2 separate regions of the Mus musculus genome follow, and region 1 is linked to region 2. Evidence: chromatin contacts called from public Hi-C data. All regions are on one chromosome and are shown on one strand. Each heading gives the region's core, a stretch centred on a gene start, on an enhancer-like site or on the middle of the called end of the contact. The rest is flanking DNA. Distances are from core to core; before and after follow the strand shown. Region 1 holds the start of Atg2b (autophagy related 2B). Region 2 holds the start of Ndufb1 (NADH:ubiquinone oxidoreductase subunit B1).

Region 1 (3,628 bases), core at 106-2,605, 3.7 Mb after region 2:
TAGACTCGACAAACCCAAGGCCTTAAGTAAAATAGTAGGCATTTTAGCCCACTGATGCAAATACAACTGCTTCTGGCGAACTGAATATACTCAAAGTTCAGGTGAAGTCAACTCACAGCCTCTAGGAGGAAACAGGTTCTTTAAAAAAAGGCTGACGCTGCGGCTTCGGCTCCCGAGCTTTTGCAACATTTGCGTTTACGACCTGTCGATCTATCACGTGAAGCAAAAGGGCAAATCTAAACAGCACTACTGGGGCCATTCACAACCTCACGCAAGCAGAGCAGGCAAACTGGCAAGAGGGGCCTTCGCCTAACTTTCTTTCAGTGAATGAAGACAACCAACCCAGCAAACGCAAATATACCAGCATCCAGACCAAAATAAATAACTGGGGATTTCTGTCACCTCCTCTTCATCTTTAATTTTTCTTAACGTCATCCACAGAAATAGGGTTTGTTTGCCTAGGAACACCGCAGACACTCGCAGCCCAAGAGGCAAGGGTGGCCACGTACTTTCCTGGGCCTGCCTCACAAGCGCCCCCCCCCCCCCCCAACCAATGACTCGATTGTTTCGCCCCGTGTGTGCCTCCATTACACCGTTTAAGCCGGAGCACGTGATCTAGGAGCGCAAACTTGCTACACTTTACACACTTCCCTGAGCCGGGCCACACTTGAATCTAAACAATTCCCAAAGGAGAACCGAACGTGCCCGATGCTGGATGACAGTCGCTCAGGTCTCGCCCTGGGGAGAGCCAGTTCCTACCCCTGCTGGCTGACAGCAGCTTACCCATTTGTCCAAGGGGACCTGGGCAAGGGACCCGGTGCCCTGGTACAGATCCAGGCTCAGCTGCTCCAGGCTCAGCTTCTCCTGCAGGAAGTGGCCCAGGTACCTCTGTAGGAGGTAGCGACAGGCCCTCTTCTTGATGGATTCTGAAAATGGCCAAGGCATGGTGAGGGCTGGCGGCTCGAGGGAGCCGGGGCTGCACGCGGCGGCGACTCGGGGGATCCGACCTGGGCTCCAGGCAGCGGCAGCGCCTCAGGGTCGGCCCGGCGGCGTCCCCAAGCCGCGGTGGGGATCTAGGTTCGCGGTGGCCGCTGCATGTCGGTTCGGCGCCGCCGTCCCTCAGGGCAACCCCATGGCCCGCGTCGCGACGCTCGCACTAGGCCCGGCGGGGACTGGGCGCTGAGCAGAACCGGGCGCCCCAAGCCGGGAGCTTCCGAAGCGCTCCGTCGGTAGGGAGACAGAGGGACAGACAGAGAGGGCTGGCGGCTGAGGCGAGACAAGACTCCGACGCGGCGCGACTAATTTGTTGTCATCTACTGGGCGCGCTCCCGCCTGAGACACGCTCCTGGCGCGTTCGCGAGACCCAGACTCCCGGCACGTACTCGAGCAACGGGCACAAGCGGAAGTGACGCCATATTGCGGGGCTGGAAAGGCAGGAAAAAAAGAGTCCGGGCCGGAGCATTTCCGGTGGTGAATGGGCGGGGCAACTGCGGGGGCGGGGGTGGTGCCGGCGCCGCGATCCTGGCCCCAGCAGTCTCCGGACGAGGAAGGATAAGAACATGGGCGCTCGCAGGTGAGTGGGCGGGCTGGCTGCGGCCCGTGGAGCCTCACCTTGCAGTCGCGGCCGGGTGGTGGGCGCCGGCGGACGCCCGGACTAGGGCTGACGGAGGTCTGGGGGCGGGTCCGGCCTGGGCTGTCCTGCGGGAAGTGATGCGGGGATGCAGGGCGAGGACTGGAGACCCGGCGTTTCTGTCCGGGTTCTGACCGATGCCTATTGTCATCAGGTTGCCCCCCCCCCCACCCCCTTGCCGGCTTTGTTTGCAAAGCATCTAGTAGTTTGCCGTTTGCAGAGCGCCACGCCGACGACCAGGAAACTTGGGATCGGGGCGATTGCGGGCAGTACGGTTTCCTCTGTTAAATCCTGGCGCTTCCCGACCCGCTGAGGGGCTGCTGCCTCCTGGAAGACTTTGTGCTCTCCGCAGGCTCTGCGCAGCCCGATTTTTATCTTTTAGGGAGACAGTCTGTGAAGAGGCGCAGCTGGCTCCTTAGGAGGGCAGCCCCTAAAGGCCCGGAAGTCTGCTGTCCTGGGTTAGATTCCTGACACTTGACACTGGGCCACCTTGAACCTATGCTACCCTCTCTGAGCCTACATTGCCACCTCAGCCAGGTGTGAGCAGATTAATATCATAAACTCGAAAATTGAGGCAAATGAAATGACGTGTGCCGGGAAGGAACCTAAACCGAGTCCTGGATTGAGGAGACCGAATTAAGGAATTCTGGCCCGTGAATGGGGCATCCTCAAAATGGGTTCTTTTGGTTTAGTTGGATTGGGTTTTGAGACAGTCTCTCACTGGGTAGGTAGTTGAGGTTGACTTTGAACTTATGTGGCCCAGACTGCCCTAGAAATTAGGGTCTCCCAAATGCTGAAATGTCAGGCTTGCACCACCACACACCATTCGGAGTCTTTATGTGCTTTGTAAGAAAGGGCCTCTTATTTTTAAAAGATGATATTTTAGTTGGAGACTTGGAGGTAGAAAGATACATGAACGTCTGAGTTATTTTTCAGATAAGAACACCACCTGCAAGGCTTACCACATGCGTAATGCTTGGTAAGTACCAGGAATTTGAGGAGGGAAGACAGGAAGGAGTGTAGCCATCGCAAGGAATGATGGAACTTTTGCTCTGGGTGAAATAAAAAGAAATGCTACATAATCTGGCCTAAGACTGCTAACTACAGTGTTGCTAATAGTGGAATGTTGGGCTTAGAAGACCAAAGGTGAAAACAGCCAGGGCAGTGCTGAAGGACAGAGCAGTAATCCAAATTCTGTGGTTTGGCCTGGAGGAAAGCCCTGAAGACTAGAACCGGTTGGGTCTAGGCATATTTTGACACTAATAAGACATGCTTACCCGGCATCAGGTACACAGTTTTATCCCAGCACTAGAGAAACAGATGCAGATGGCTCTCTCCTTAAGTTGAAGGCCAGCCTGGTCTACATGGGGAGACCCTGGCTCAAAGAGACTCTGAACCTTACAAGTAAATAATGACAGTACTCTCTGTACTATAAACAGAGCTGGGTGGGAAGTCCCAGCAGGACCTTGTGTATCAGGCTTTAGGAGGTTTGAACTGGACTTTAGGCTCTGTTTGGTGACTGCTTGATATGGTTTCCTGAACACAGTATAAAATAGCACAAGCTGTCCAGAGGATGCCTGCATCTCCAGATACCGAAGGAAGAAAGTGAGACTCCCACAAAGCAAGCGTACTGCACCAAAAGTGTTAAGGGTGTTGCCTTGAACACTTATACTTTCTAGGAGAAATTTAGCATAGTTAAGAGTTGAGAACTGTCATCACACCTTTAGCGGAAGTGGGATTCAAACTCCCAAGTCACAGGGCTCTTTTAATGTTTATAAAAGGCGGGTTCCTAATGCAGAATGCTGGCACCTTAGCATTAATTGAATAAGATGAAGATAATTACCCAACCAAGTACAGTCAACTTTGTAAAAATTATAAAGGAATTCCCAGTGGCAGCTTGGTATATCCCAGAAACCAAGGACGTTGAGTCAAAATAATAATCCTAAACAGGAATTCCCACAGTCCATTGTGATCGTGTTGATTGTATTGAAGACTTAG
Region 2 (3,492 bases), core at 599-3,098:
CAGTGGTGGTGCACTAAGAAGGCAGAAGCAGGAGGATCTCTGAGTTCAAGGCCAGCCTGGGCTACACAGAGAAACTGTGTCAAGAAAAAGAGGGGGGGGGAGGCAGACAGAAGGGGGTGAGAGAAGGAGGGAAGCAGCCTTGGCTTTGAAAAGCACACACCGTATCAGAGCCACACACTCTGTCTTGTCATTTATTTTTATTTTATTTTATTTTTTTAATTTTATTTTTTGGTTTTTCGAGACAGGATTTCTCTGTATAGCCCTGGCTGTCCTGGAACTCACTTTGTAGACCAGGCTGGCCTCGAACTCAGAAATCCGCCTGCCTCTGCCTCCCGAGTGCTGGGATTAAAGGCGTGTGCCACCATGCCCGGCTTGGTCATTTATTTTTTTAATATTAAAGTGATCCAATTTTTTTTTTTTTTTTGGGCAAGCTTTTAACAAGAACTGAATCTTTTGTTTGTTTGTTTTGTATTTGTTTTTTGAGACAGTCTTACTGTGAAGCTCTGGCTTACTATCCCTCTGCCTCATCCTCAAAAGTAGTTGGAGTTACAGATGTAGGCCACATGGACGAGGCGTTTCTGCGTCATAGCTAATTCATATACTCCTCACCACAGACTGCAGATTTAAGTAACCATGTCTCAAGATTGGGGCTTTTTTTTTTTTTCAGATGAAGAAATCCAAATTTAGTTGTGGCAAAGTAACTTGCTTTAAGTATAGGGTAAAGAGTCAGGATTAGCATAGTCCCCAGACAATCTGTATCCTGATCAGGCTTAAGCTCTTTTGTTCTACTCTCTCTCCTGTGTACGGAGGTAAACAGTTAAATAACTCCTCCTCTCTTTTCTTCTTTGCAGAGCCTCTCTCTCTCTCTCTCTCTCTCTCTCTCTCTCTCTCTCTCTCTCTCTCCATGTGTGTGTGTGTGAGACTTTTTAAAAACAAAAAACAACTAACCCCACATCCCACATATTTCTTAATATTTTTCTCTAACACAAGGTATTTCCCTTAAATACCACCTGCCTCTGCTTTCCAAGTGCTGGGATTAAAGTTTCTTTCCCTTTTCAAGAATAACAGACACTGCTGTGAGTCTTATTTTGCTGAGTCTTCTATCTGGATTCATGCTGGAAACATGTAGACTTTTTTTGTTGTTTTGTTTTTCAAGACAGGGGTTCTCTTTAAAGCCCTGGCTGCCCTGGAACTCACTCTGTAGACCAGCCTGGCCTTGAACTCAGAAATCCACCTGCCTCTGCTTTCCAAGTGCTGGGATTAAAGGCATGCGCCACCACCACTGCAGGCACATGTAGACTTTTTAAGAGATAATACCTTGTGTTGGACTGGACCCCACAGTTCTTTATAATTATTACAAAGTGTCACCTAAGATATGGAATGGATGGAGCAAAACCGAAACCGTTGAGATCATAACACGGACTGGAAACCAAGCAGAAAGCCTTGTTTTTAAAAGGCAAATGGCTACGTGCGGGTTTCACAATCAGGAGAGTTGGACGAGGAGACAGACGCCTGGGCGACCGCGCCCCGCTTCTGGATAGGAGCTGCATTCCCTATTGTGGGCTCAAGAGTCGGATCCTTGAGAACCCTTCCGAGTCCCCCGAGAGCCAGGCCATCAGATCGTCCCCAGAGCAGTCTTTGTAAAAGGCGTGGGGCGGGCAGCGCGCAGGGGTCACCGAAGGCGACCCTGTTTCCCCTCCATGCGAGCGTTCCCCAGAACCCTCCCGCCCGCATCACCACCACGGGTGGCGCCGGGGTCCCCAGACCCACCTTCAGCCTGGTGACAAGGCGACCAAGGACAGCCGCAGGGAGCTAGGCCACTGGCGCCGGCGGAAGCCGTGACCTAAGGAGCTGCCACTCGCCGCGCCAGCCCTGATGAGAGGGGGTGGCGTCGGCAAACCGGCGCTTCTCTCTCCCTTCTCACGCGCGAATCCCGTACATCTTAAGCTGTGAATGATCGCGACACGTTTTGAATAAGACGTGGATCCAGGCTGACAAGGTTTGCGAGCTTTTGCGCTGTCCTCTTCCCTGACCCGGTTCGTCACCACCCCTACAGATGGTGTCGCCCGGGTCGTCCCCGCCTCAGCCGCTCTGCTCAGGCCCAAGATGGCGGCCACCACACAGGGGCTCCTGCCGGCTGCTCTCCGCCGCTGAGCGCGCGCTAGCTCTGCTCGCTCTCCGACCTGCGTTCCACTAGGGGTTGGGAAGGGCGGCGGACGGTGCCGGGGGGAGATTGGCCTGGCAGGTGAGGACGGGAGACGGAAAGGAGCCTTCGGGTTGGGAGGAGGCCCTCAAGGGGATGGGTTCCCGCGTCGGCCCGGTGTCGCCCGGACGCGCTCCCGCGGTTTCGGTTGTGACAGTCTCCGTGGTTCCTGGAACAAGCGTTCCGCAAGGGGGAAGAGAAGTGACTTTTCCCCGGGCTGAAACCTCGGGGTGTTGGGGCGCGCCTATGCTTCCTCCTTGCCCTCCCTCCTGTCTAGTTCCTCTGAGCTTTCATCAGCTGGAGCTAAAAGTTAATCCGCGTCCAGCCTGGGCTCTTTCCCCTTGTACCGCCGTACTCCCCAAGCCTCCCCATCTCTGCCTTTCCCATCTTGGGCTCAGAGAACACGAGGCCAGCAGGTGCCTTCGTAGCTCCTTAATTCCAAAGACCCTTGAGAGGCTCATGCCACGCCTTGATAGAATTAACTTCTCTCGGCGCTACCACAATCACCACGTTTCCCAAGATCCCATTCCTAGTTTCCTTGCTTACGTACTTTTCAGGAAACCAGAAGTCAGGCCATATCCAGCCCCAGTACTCTGGCCCCTGTGACAAGGAGAACTTAAGCATCATCTATGCCTACTTTTCTACCCTTTAATTTTACGATTCCTTTGCCCCTTTCAAAGCCTTTCTTTACCTGAACGATTAAAGAGAGACTTCTCCCACTGTGAGCCCCAGGACTAGTCCAGATCCGTCTTTGCGTATTTCTCATTAGTTGACCTCAGCGTGAACGATCATTCTTGAGAAAGCAAGTATCTGGTATATATTCGAGATGAAGCAGAGGTAGTCGAAGTCACTGCCCTGGGGGAATTCCCGATATGGTGGGTTCAGTGCGTTCAGCACATTTATTTCTATTGCTTCGAGCACTGTGCTTGGTTTGGGAGATGCAAAGATGATCGCTTTTGGACACAATCATCATCCCTTGGCAAACACTCCTCCTGCCTCCTTTGTGCTAAGTAATGAAGCTTTACCTGGGGACAATGAAAAGCTTGCACCTGAGCCAGATCAAGAGGAATTTGCTAAGCCTGGGAGAACAAAGTTATTCCTGGGTGCAGAAGAGGGATTAAAAACTTGAGAAGGCTGAGCACTGTTGGGGAGATTTTTAACAAATCAAAAACTGGAAGAGTGGTTGGTGCAGACTGAAGGTGCAGATTAGGTCGGCTTGTGAGTGGTCTTGGAGCTTGTCTTGCATTTAGTCAGCAGGAAGCTGGTGCACACTTGGCAGGGAGTGGGCA

The links. Hi-C and Micro-C count contacts between places; a contact is called where the count stands out from the background.
Region 1: a contact with region 2 is called in a Hi-C map of CD4 T cells, with 6 times the contacts expected there. The contact joins the promoter of Atg2b here to the promoter of Ndufb1 in region 2. A contact is called at or near these places in 1 of 39 promoter capture datasets (pre-B cells) and 1 of 484 Hi-C or Micro-C datasets (CD4 T cells).

The regions. Positions count from the first base shown.
Region 1 is chr12:105,683,886-105,687,513 of GRCm38.p6, forward strand. Atg2b (autophagy related 2B) reads right to left here and starts at 1,356. Exons shown (of 42, transcript NM_029654.4): 1 at 784-1,356. The coding sequence starts at 945. It overlaps Gskip (GSK3B interacting protein), which reads left to right and starts at 1,467. Exons shown (of 3, transcript NM_178613.3): 1 at 1,467-1,573. The coding sequence starts at 1,560.
Region 2 is chr12:101,973,890-101,977,381 of GRCm38.p6, forward strand. Ndufb1 (NADH:ubiquinone oxidoreductase subunit B1) reads right to left here and starts at 1,849. Exons shown (of 3, transcript NM_001378525.1): 1 at 1,771-1,849. It overlaps Cpsf2 (cleavage and polyadenylation specific factor 2), which reads left to right and starts at 2,085. Exons shown (of 15, transcript NM_016856.3): 1 at 2,085-2,245.